Regions from separate parts of the Hordeum vulgare genome. Here region 1 is linked to region 2. The links are chromatin contacts, called in public Hi-C maps. All regions are on one chromosome and are shown on one strand. The core of a region is the stretch at or near the end of the contact, and the rest is flanking DNA. Distances in the headings are between cores, read along the strand shown.

Region 1 (5,254 bases), core at 2,143-4,642, 320 kb after region 2:
TTTGAGTAAGGTTAAGATGCGAGGAAAGATGGATGCAGATCAAACCCAGGCTTGAGATCAAGCGGGAGAGGGGGCAGGGGGTGGTGCTTACCTTCTCGGTTTCTTCAAGACGCCATTGATGTGGGTTGAGGTAGCCTTGTTCTCCAGATCTGGTTAGGAGCAAGAAAGAAGGGGGAAGAGGAAGAAGGGGTCCTCCCGTGGGCTTGTTCTTCAAGGAAAATAATGGAAAGGATCACGTGAGAGGCGGGCAGGTGCATGAGGGCGTTGGGGAGAGGACCGGGACGCATGATTAGGTGGAGGGCCGAGGCGTGAGTGCTACGCGGGTTTCTTTTCTAGCGTGTCCTCACTAGACGAGTTGGTGCTTCTTCCTTTTCTGGCAGTGCGTTTGCGACCGCGAACGAGCACCGTAACGCTCGCTAGTCCTTGAACAAATATGGATATGCATGAAAATCACTGAGCCATCTTGCTTCCGAAGCACCATGCTAGTCGTTGTTCGTGGGTTACACAACCAAGAGAGCATAGCCATACATAAAGACAACACAACCAAGCAGTGGCGAATCTAAGGGGGTGCTTCAACACGCTTGAGCCCCCCTCCAAAGATTGAAAAACAAAATATACTATATTCATCATAAAAAAAATACATTATTTGAATTAAAAATTGAGAGTTAATGTATTTTTCTTCCCACTGTTAATATTGAGCCCATAGTACCCTGGTTGCACTGCGGTAATTTACATACATAGTACTCCTATTCTTGTTGCATCTCTACTTATTTCTACCATACAGGTGCCACCACCAGTCCAAGCCATCTTGACACGCAGAACAACAGATCTCTGTTGATATAACACGCAGAACACTTCCAGCTAGCTATCATCCTCGGCAACCCATGTGGAGAGGGCGTAGAGCACCCTGCCTTTCCACCCCTGCAGCAGCCACTGGTGATCCACGTCGATGAGGAAGTCCTTGTGGTAGTGCTCCCTCACCTTCTCCCTCACCATCCCTACCACCTCCGGGTCCAGCGGCAGCTGCCGGAACCCCGCCCGGCGGTTCCGCGCCTGCCACTGCCGGTACGTCTCCGGGCGGTCCACCCGGTCCGCGCCCTCGCAAGCGATCACGTTCAGCGCGGCCCGCCCGATGATGTCCCGCTCGATCAGCAGGCGCACGTCGTTGTACCGCGGGATGGTCGCGTCCAGCATGTCGAAGTGCGCCGAGTAGAAGAAGAGCGCCTCCCTGAACCGCGTCACGAAGAATGGCGCGCCGTAGCCGCCGTTCGCCACGCACTCGACGAACACGTCGGGCCTCATGTCGCGGATGTTCCGCAGCACCACGTCCCTGGGGCTCGGCCCGTTCGTGGTCACCGCGACGCTGTCGTCCATCAGGTTACTGAGGCCGCACTGGCAGTACACGACGAGCACCTCGCCCGGGTCGATGCGCAGGTCCGAGGCGCGCACGGTGTCCCACCTGGCCGCCACGCCGTGGAACCTGAACGGCACTCCCAGCTCGCGGGCGCAGCTGCTGAGCCGCCGGCCTGTCTCGTCGATCTGCCCGGCCGGCCGGAACCCAGGCTGCGGGAGGTCGATGCCCGTGATCCTCACCTCCGGCGGCCCGCCGTCCCTCTGCGCCAGACACCGCATCAGGCCCGGCCACTGGAACCCGTACTGCACCCCGAAGTCCACGATGTGCAGGCGGCGCTTCCCCGCCACGGCGTTCAGGATGGTCTTGTTGGCGAACCCGAAGTTCACCTTCTTGAAGCAGCAGGCCGCCATGAACAGCTTGTAGGCCTTGAGGAACTCCACCACTGAGGTCCGCTTGGCCACCAGCGACTGGTAGATCTGGCTCCCCGTGCCCGCGAGCCGCGCCTCCAGCCCCTCGGCGAAGCAGTGCGCCAGCCTCTGCGTGGCGTCTCCCGTCGGCCCGGAGTGCTGCTTGATCTGCTTGAGCAGCTCCGTCGCGCCCCGGCGGTCGCCCGCGGCCACGGCCTGCGCGCAGTGGATGAGCATGGTGCGCAGGTCGACCGCCTCGCTGGCGCCCCGCTTCGCGCGCGCCGCCTTCCCGTTGTTCTTCTTGGCCTCGCTGTCCATGGCGACGCGCAGCTCCTGTATCCCCTGCATGCACATCTCGTACTCCTCCAGCATTATTTCGTCCAACATCTCGCGCGCGCCAGTTTCCTCGTTGTCCGGCATCATCAGCTTGCTGCTCCTGGCGGTCTCCGCCTCCGGGTCGTCCTCGTCGTACCTGTACCTGCGGCCCCGGCCATTGCCGGGCGTCAGAGCCCCATTCGCCCCCTCCTCCTTCTTGGCGGTGAACCCGCGCTCCTTGCGGGGGAAGGCCTCGAGGAGGGTGTTGTTGGTCGGCAAGAACTTGTTGGCCTCCTCCATGCCCTTGAGGAAGGCCATGTTGAGCATTTCCATGTCGCCGCCGTTACTGAAGAAGGCGGAGAGCAGCCCGTCCTGACCACCGTCGCCAGCGGAAAACATCGCCGGCTTCGGCTTGGCCTCCTTCTCCCCCGCCGGGCCATTCAAGATCGCCGAATTCTGAGTGCCCGGGCTGCCGCCGTTCGCGCTGGCCCCATCGGCCGCGCCATTGAATTGCGCCGGACTCTGCTGGAACCCCGCAGCTGGGGGGTCAGAGAGGAACGAGTTCCTGGCATCCTCATCGGCAGGGGAATCGGGGACGAGGCCGCCAAACACCATGTCGTCGAGGTAAGGCGGGGAGCGGAGGAGCTGGGAGAGCTCGAGCGGGTCGTAGGGCCAGGAGTAGTTGGTGTCCTCGGAGGAGGACGTCGTTGCGGCGTTGATGCTGCTGATGGTGTTGCCGTCGGAGGAGGCGGTGCCGTTAGGCGAGCCGGAGGAGGCGGTGGTGATGTCGGAGATGATCTGCTCGTAGGGGCGCTGGGCGTCGAGGATGGCGGGCTGGTCGGGGTACTGGTAGAAGAACTTGTCGTCGATGTCCTCCTCCATGAGCATGCGCGAGATGAAGTCGAGGTCGACGTCTGCGGCGGGGGGCGGCGTGGGCGGCAGGTCGAGGAAGAGGGACGGCGAGAGCGGCTCGAACTCCTCCGGCGTGGCGTCCATGGCTGGTAAGTGGTAACCTCGAGGCGAAGCGTGCGGAGTGCGACGAGTGTGGAGCTATGGATTGACTAGCTGCAGGGATGGAGACATGGGTGCAGTCACTAATGGTGTTGGGGGGATGGACTGGGGTTGGGGGTATTAAAATGGCAGCTCTGGGATTGAAAGTCCAACCGGAGCGAAGGTTCGAGGAAGGAAGGACGCGGCCCTGCACGGAGACTAGAATGCGACTCTGGCCGAGGCGACGGAGGGAGGCTAAATTTCGTGTTTTGATTTTTGTGCTCAAGTAAATCAAAATCTGAACCTTCGTTTATAAAAGAATAAGAATCTAAATTTTTTCTATCGCCAGGTCTCATGATGACACGTATAACAACCTACCGTTAAGGATTCTGACGATAGGGTTACACGTCTTATCGTAAAAAAAATTAAGTTTGCGCAAACGCACTCAACCGTCACGGACCTTGGCGGTAGGGTTACATATGCTACCGCGCAACACCTGTGACGGTAGGGGTGCAGTGCACTGACGTGGCCACTTTTCCTATCGTCACGGACCTTGGCGGTAGGTCGTTATACCCTATCGTCATGGGTCCTCGCGGTAAGAAAATGATGAGATTCCGAAACTTTTGCAAACGAGGGTCAGATCTCGATTTACTTCACTAAAAGGGTAAAAAACCGAAATTTTGCCATGAAGGTAGGAGACGACATGCAATCTGACGCTCACAAGTTGGCCTCCAGATCACTCTCGTCTCTTCCACGGAATGACAAACATGATGAGACCATGAACTGAGGACATCTTCAACACTATACATCAAAACATTGATAGACGTGGTTTAAACATTTTATGATTGTGCATAATAAGTTCATGAACCGGTCTAGATGCTCAAATTTCGTAAAATCAAAAACAAACTTGTGGAAGCATTGGGGGGGAGTCTCGATGCGTGCACGACACATCCAACCCATCCAACCCCCTACCGGGGCCCTTTCCCCCACTATGTTCCTCCCCTTGCTCTCTATCCGTACCAATCAAAAATGTCGTCGCCGCTTATACATCACTTCAGTCACCGTCCAATTCTTGTCGTACCATCCTTGCTTCACCAAGTCGCCCGTCGTATGGAGATCGTAAGTTTTACTTGTTGTTGCTCTAGGTGTTGATCAATACTTTGATTCACCCAATGTTGTAGCTTGATTATCACGTCATTGTATGGCCCGAAAACGTTGTTGTGATGTACCAAAGGACGGAGGGCAAAGCCTTCGCATTGGCACACTGTGTGATGAAGCTCAAGGACCAGCCCATTTGGGTGAACAACATGCATGATGAAGAAGGTCAAGCTTGAGAAGAGAAAACTTGAGATAAATGTCGCTTCGAAGGAATATGGTTGAATTTGGGATTGATGAATTTTAAAAACTTGTTGAAAATTCTGCTTTTTATTAGGATTTAAATGTATGATTTAATTGTTATTGATCGAGATTCAAAGTGAGGCTACACGACTAATATTTGGTTTACTTTTTTTCCTGAAAGGGAGAGTCATTTGATGCAAGAGATTAGATGGCCGCCTATATGTGAGACTGAGACGTTCGTGGATACATCACGATGTGTTCATAAATGTGACACATCCGGATGTGTCCATAAATGTCTTGTATATCAGTTTCGATGCACGGGGTTGGAGATACATTCACATGGTAATCTCTTTTTGGCATTTCATACGTTATCCGGGAACCTAAGAACATCTACAGTAGGATCCCTCGAACTTTTCTCAAACGCTCGGCTAGGTCGTCTGATCACTGACCGGTTACAAAAAAAGCGATTCAGATAGACTCCTCAAACCGGCCTCAAACGCCTGGGCTGACCGGCATACCTTATTTCCAGCCCAAATATGGGGGAGCCCGAGCACGCCCGCCACGTCAGCCTGACGGCGTGTCCCCATGCGGAATCTCCCGAAATCCCGAGGGTCCGACGGGTGCCTCGACCGACGCCGCGGTGTGAACGCCACGTGGCACTGCTCCGGCTCACCACCCTTATCCATAGCCAGCTATTTAAGCCGATCGACATCCCCCAACCATAGCACATCCACCTTCTCCGTTTCGTCGTGCAACCCGAGCCCGTCAGCCATGCCCCACGCCGTCGGTGCTACACAATCCAGCACCGTCTCTGGCTCCTTGAGCAGGTCCTGATCCAGAGCGAGGCATG
Region 2 (5,434 bases), core at 1,076-3,575:
CTACATGAGAAATTTTAATTGATATCGGATTCAAGAACAGACTGATGTAAGGAAAGGGCGCCAAATGACAATCAAGTATAATGGACCAAGAGGCAATTCTAGTAAACTTGTATGCACAATTACGTTGTCACTTGTGAGGTTGAAAAGGTGGGACCAGATCCACATGTCAGCAAGACACAAAATGTGTTCGAAATTTCCAAACCTTTTAGCAGCATATTAAAATCAGCCCCCATGTCTAAAACTATTCATAAAGAAGAAACACTGAAGAAAAACATAATTCTTAAATTCGTCAATTAAAAAAGCCTAAGCATGACAGCTATTGCAAATCCATGACATTTAATATCATCGTACCAATCATATTCAACAGCAGTGCCACTTTCAAGATGAACAACTCCACCAGTGCATGATACTCCAGGCTCTCTTCTTAAGTGATCAGAAGGGCGAAGAAGCTTTACACTATCCTTCACAAATTGAACACTGGTGTTCTTCAGTAACTCTGTAAAATAGGGAGCTATTTCCCAGACATCCACCTCTGGCATCCAAATTAAAGTCCAACAGTCAGAACATGAAGTAATGTGAAAAGACCCCATATATAACATTACCAGCAAAAGCATTTTTACACTTGAAATTGCAGTACCTCCTGATAAGAGCTCATACAGCATGGGCTTAAATACAAATCTGTCAGATTGATCAACCAGCATTACCTGAAACATTTTTCCCCTTCTTAGTAAAATGTTACATCATTTCTTTAGCAAACACACATGAGTGCATTGCAGGACATGCGGACTGAGAAAAAGTGCAAAACTACAAATACCACCAACCCATGCTACTTCGATGTAAAAATGGATAGCACCCACCCGGCAAATATATAGGTTTCTAGCACAAGGAGCATCATCATTTTACCTGAGGCTTGTTATTACCAGGCCATACAAGAGATTCTAGTCTCAGAGCAGTATACAGCCCACCAAATCCACCACCCAAAATGCATACTCGTGGCCGCTGAAAACAAGAGACCACATTTAGTAAATGGAACATAAGGCTTATAGCAGAAGCATACCGAACTTTCTGCTGAACAATAAATACTCACAATTTACCCTACATACAGACAAAATGCATGGAAGGACATGAACTCCAGAAGCAAAAACGTAAGGACACCCTGGTCTAGAAAAAAAGTAAGGACAACAATTCCTCAAAAAAAATCCCTGCATATGAATAATGTTTTACCGTCAAGCAGTTAAACTCGAGTGTTGTAATATAACAAATACTGTGTTACTCTGAACATAAGATATATTTGGGTATCTCTAAATGAAGTGTACCAACTACCAAACCAAAGTGTGTTCAACGGGACAAAGTTAGCACAAAATTGCAAACCCCACATACACAAGTCAATGCTAAAACAGCTAAACAATGCTTTGTCAAGGAGTAGAGGACTTTAGACGTAAAATAAGCATTGATAGTGTTACCAATTTGCTAATCAAACAGAAAAAAAGTCATCGGATAACAATGGATTTAAGGATGTGGGTAATCCAAATCCAGTCTACCTGCTTGTCTGGCCAGGGGTACAGCGGCATCGGTGCTTCATCAATTGATTGAGGACGAGAAAACCCGCCATCCCCAGAGCCACCTGAAGCCGTGCATCTGAACAGTCCAGACGGCAGCCCAAACATTGCCGGGACATCACCGATTCTCCACGAGTTTTTGAGGATTGGATTCTTCCACGAATTCATGCCCCCTGTCAGGATCCAGGTGAGCAGTCGGTTAGCCCGAGAACAAAATGTCACCTAATGAATCCACCACTTCTCAAATCACCCCATTCCCCAAAGCTGGAAAGCTCACAAACTCGGTCACAAAAGCACACAAGCCGGGGCCTCGAGTATGCCCACAATACTCCACATGGAGCTTAAATCAGAGAACCCCGAGGTCGCTGGAAGAGAGCTGGGGGGGAGCTTGCGGCCTCACCGAACGGGCCGCGGAGGCGCGCCGAGGCGGGGAAGGGCCGGCCGCGGGGGGGCGACGGGCGGCCCCATGGAGCCGCGCGGCAGCTCATCGGCGGCGAGGAGGAGGGGTGGGGCCAGGCCAGACGTGGCGCGTGTGCGGTCGTAGCTCCCGGCGATGTGAGGTGAGGGGGGAGGCGCAGAAGAGGGAAGCAAGGAGGGTGAGACACGGGAGCCGGCGGCAGCAGCACAACCACGTAACGCTGCGGCTCCTCCGCCGGCCGCGTCGTCGCGGAGCCTCCGAGCTCGCTGGCTGCACACCCAGCCACCCGCTGACGATCAGGCTTCAATGTGAATGTTTGATTGGGGAGGCCCATATCGCCCAAGATGGGCCTTTATTTGTTATTACTCGAACAAAAAAAAAAAGAGTGTGAAGTTTTGGAGAAATCAAGTGGTGTAATGCTATATACATGTGCAAACCAAGTTCAAGCATATATATATCCAAGGCGGCAACGCTGGAAGCTTTTGCTATTCGTGAAGGACAAGCTCTGACAGAGGACGTGTATGTCGATGAGATCCACGTTGCCTCTGATTGCAAAATGGTGGTCAACCACCTGGAGAGGTGCTCGGCGACGGAGTGTCGAGCTATCTCACATGAAATAATAGATCGATCTCGTTTGTTCGTCTTTTTATAACATAGTTCATGAGTTTAGGAGCTCGAACTTCAAGGCTGACAATCTTGCTAAACATGTTTTAACACTCGGTTTTGGACGCCATGTCCAACCAAAGGAGTCGATCTTTTTGCCTGTAAACATTCTTGATCACTAATAAAGCTTGGCAAGGTTGTTTAAAAAAAAATACAAACCAATATGTGATTGGATGATTAGAGGGACAGTGGTATCCCAACCCATCAGGGTTCAAAATAATACTATATATGTATGTTGCAAGAAAGTTCTTTTTTTTTGCACCACGTCTAGATGTTCTTTACGTATCTGAAAAAAAAGGGTGATGCGTCCAGATGTTCTTTACGTATTTGTAAAAAATGTTAAATAATATAAAGATTTGTTGGGTTCACAAAAACAACAAAATTATGTACACCAAAAGTAAAGAAACTAAAACAGTAAGATGGCGAGACAAGGAGAATGGACGTTTGCCTCCCCATGGAGGCCTTTAAATTTGAAATTCAAATTTCATAAAAATTTATATTTTTACATTTCAAAAAAAATTCTGAAAAGAAATACAGAGATATGTGAGGACGTAACACACATGTGCGTAAATTTTCAGGGCAAAATACGTTGAAATAAGAGCTGTGCAAAAAAGACAAATCTGAAAGTTCTTAACACATGATACTATTCATCTTCTAGGGTCATGAATTTGTCTTTTTTGTACAGATCGCATTTCAACGTTTTTTATCCTGAAATTTTACACACATATACATGACATCCTTCTTTACTTGCATGATGTTTTTCAGATTGTTTTAAAACCAGAAAGTTTGAGTTTGAATTTTGAATTATTTTCAAAAAAAGACCTCTATGGAGCTTGGGAGCCAAAAGCAATTTCCGCGAGACAAGCTGCTAGCTATAGAGATGCGAAAATAGTAATGTAGGACATCCTGTCTACCTCATGTAGCTGAGCATGCAGCTTACAACGGCAAAACAAGTTGGTTCCGAAATTGTGGACGATACACTAATGACTCCGATGATAGAAATAGTCATGTCAACGATGAACCATTCATCACACCGGCCGTAATCCAGGATATATAAGTCACAACTCACAAGGCTTTCTCTAGCATACAAGTTTTGGATTATCGTCCTCGTAATCGTCAGCAATGCGATCATCGCCGTCCTCCTCGGTCATGGATTATATTGCGCTCATCCCATAGCCGGCAGGAGCAGGTCGCCTTCTTGTCCTTCCATTCTTTCCCACAGGTGTAGCAGAACTCATAGCCGCACCTGCCAGAAGCAAAGAACAGGATGCAGCAAAGGTTAACAGGAAACAAGTCTTGAGGCTCCAGAATGGGCATTAGCGCACAGAAGACATTCCATAGAGTAAGGAACAGCCTGACATGAAAAATCACTGAGCATAGTAAAGATGGTTCTGAGAATGGCATGGCCAGAGGTAAATACTTACACGCAAGTTATGTGGTAGCAACCCTCTGCGAGTTCAATCATGTGGTTGCATTTGACACACTTGCGCCACGACCGCTGCTGCGCAAGGTTCCGCAGCTTGGCATCTTCTGAACGAACGTGAGGGTGCCTTCTCTTGTAGTCACAGCAACTCATCCCAGCATGCCATGGGACCTTACAGCTAATGCAGAACAAACCCTTGCATTTGATACACTTTCTCAAAGTCAGACCTCCAGCAGCAGTGTACATTAAGCCCCATGAGCTTATCGCTTCACGCGGAGACAATAAGGCTGAGCACTTGGAGTACGGGCAATAGATCCTCTCAGTAGGAGGGATTTGTCCTTCCCTGATACGTTGCACCATGATCTCTAATAGCTGTGGCGACAGGAATATCTTTGAACCCTTCACAGTTAGTTTGGTAGTGCAACCATCTTGTGGGCAAGCTGGGAGCAATCCATCACGTAGCTTAACTTTCATATGCTCTTTCATGCAGGAGAAGCAAAACCGATGTGCACAACCTTCAACCGCGTGGATCTTAGAAACATCAGTGTCTTCCAAACAGATGCCGCAGGTCTCTCTCTTCTTGGTACCTACTAAATCTGTTGCTAATTTTGTTGCATAACCGACTTGGCCTCGAGGAATAAGTGAGAGTTCACAGTGCTCGAATTTCCTCATCAGTGAAAGAGCCTCATTTACCATATCTTCAATCTTATTCTTTGTGGGACGCCAAGTTCCAAGCATCTGGACGAATATGACAAGGTGATAAGATCAGTGCAGTTCTAGTGAATTCAATCACGTGACCATTAAATATATCTATTATACGCAATAAAAATAATAATTGTTTAGATTACTAAGACATCAGTAATAGAAAAAAGAACAACTCAAACTAATCTTCTACAACAATGGAATCAGACACCTTATATATGTCCTGTTGGAGCTTGTGTTCAGCAAACCTGACGACGGGAAATACAAAGAGTAATGTAGTGTACTATAAAGAGACATGATGCACAGAGATGAAAAGATGGAGGACGAAGGGTCCATGTAAAGCAGACACAAGTCCTCGCATAGGTGATGTAAATTGTATTAGGTGCGCAAGGGCCTCGCCACGGCAACCCTCCTCACAGCATGGATGCTTTGGAAGCACCGCAACTCCTGTGTGTTCGACGGCGAACGGCCCTCCACTGCCATGCTTTCGGCAAAGATCAGAGAGGAAGCCTCCCTTTGGGTTCGGGCTGGGGCCACCGGCCTTGGGACGATTGTGCCGCTTACCTGGGATGTTCACTAGTCTTGTGCAGGCCTTTCTTTCCTTTTCCTTTTTTCTTTTGAGCCCCTGTAGCCTCCTTCTCGTAGGCATGTACTGTCCATATTCTCACC

Evidence for each region. Hi-C and Micro-C count contacts between places; a contact is called where the count stands out from the background.
Region 1: a Hi-C map of leaf shows a contact between it and region 2, with 4 times the contacts expected there. The contact joins the promoter of LOC123409096 here to the promoter of LOC123407346 in region 2.

The regions. Positions count from the first base shown.
Region 1 is chr7H:79,148,438-79,153,691 of MorexV3_pseudomolecules_assembly, forward strand. It overlaps LOC123409096 (scarecrow-like protein 34), which reads right to left and starts at 3,393. Exons shown (of 1, transcript XM_045102080.1): 1 at 672-3,393. The coding sequence starts at 3,072. The coding sequence ends at 862.
Region 2 is chr7H:78,829,661-78,835,094 of MorexV3_pseudomolecules_assembly, forward strand. LOC123407346 (alternative NAD(P)H-ubiquinone oxidoreductase C1, chloroplastic/mitochondrial) reads right to left here and starts at 2,326. Exons shown (of 11, transcript XM_045100460.1): 1 at 1,960-2,326; 2 at 1,542-1,732; 3 at 904-999; 4 at 638-704; 5 at 352-532. The coding sequence starts at 2,311. It overlaps LOC123410985 (E3 ubiquitin-protein ligase arih1-like), which reads right to left. Exons shown (of 3, transcript XM_045103905.1): 2 at 4,065-4,801; 3 at 3,533-3,886. The coding sequence ends at 3,769.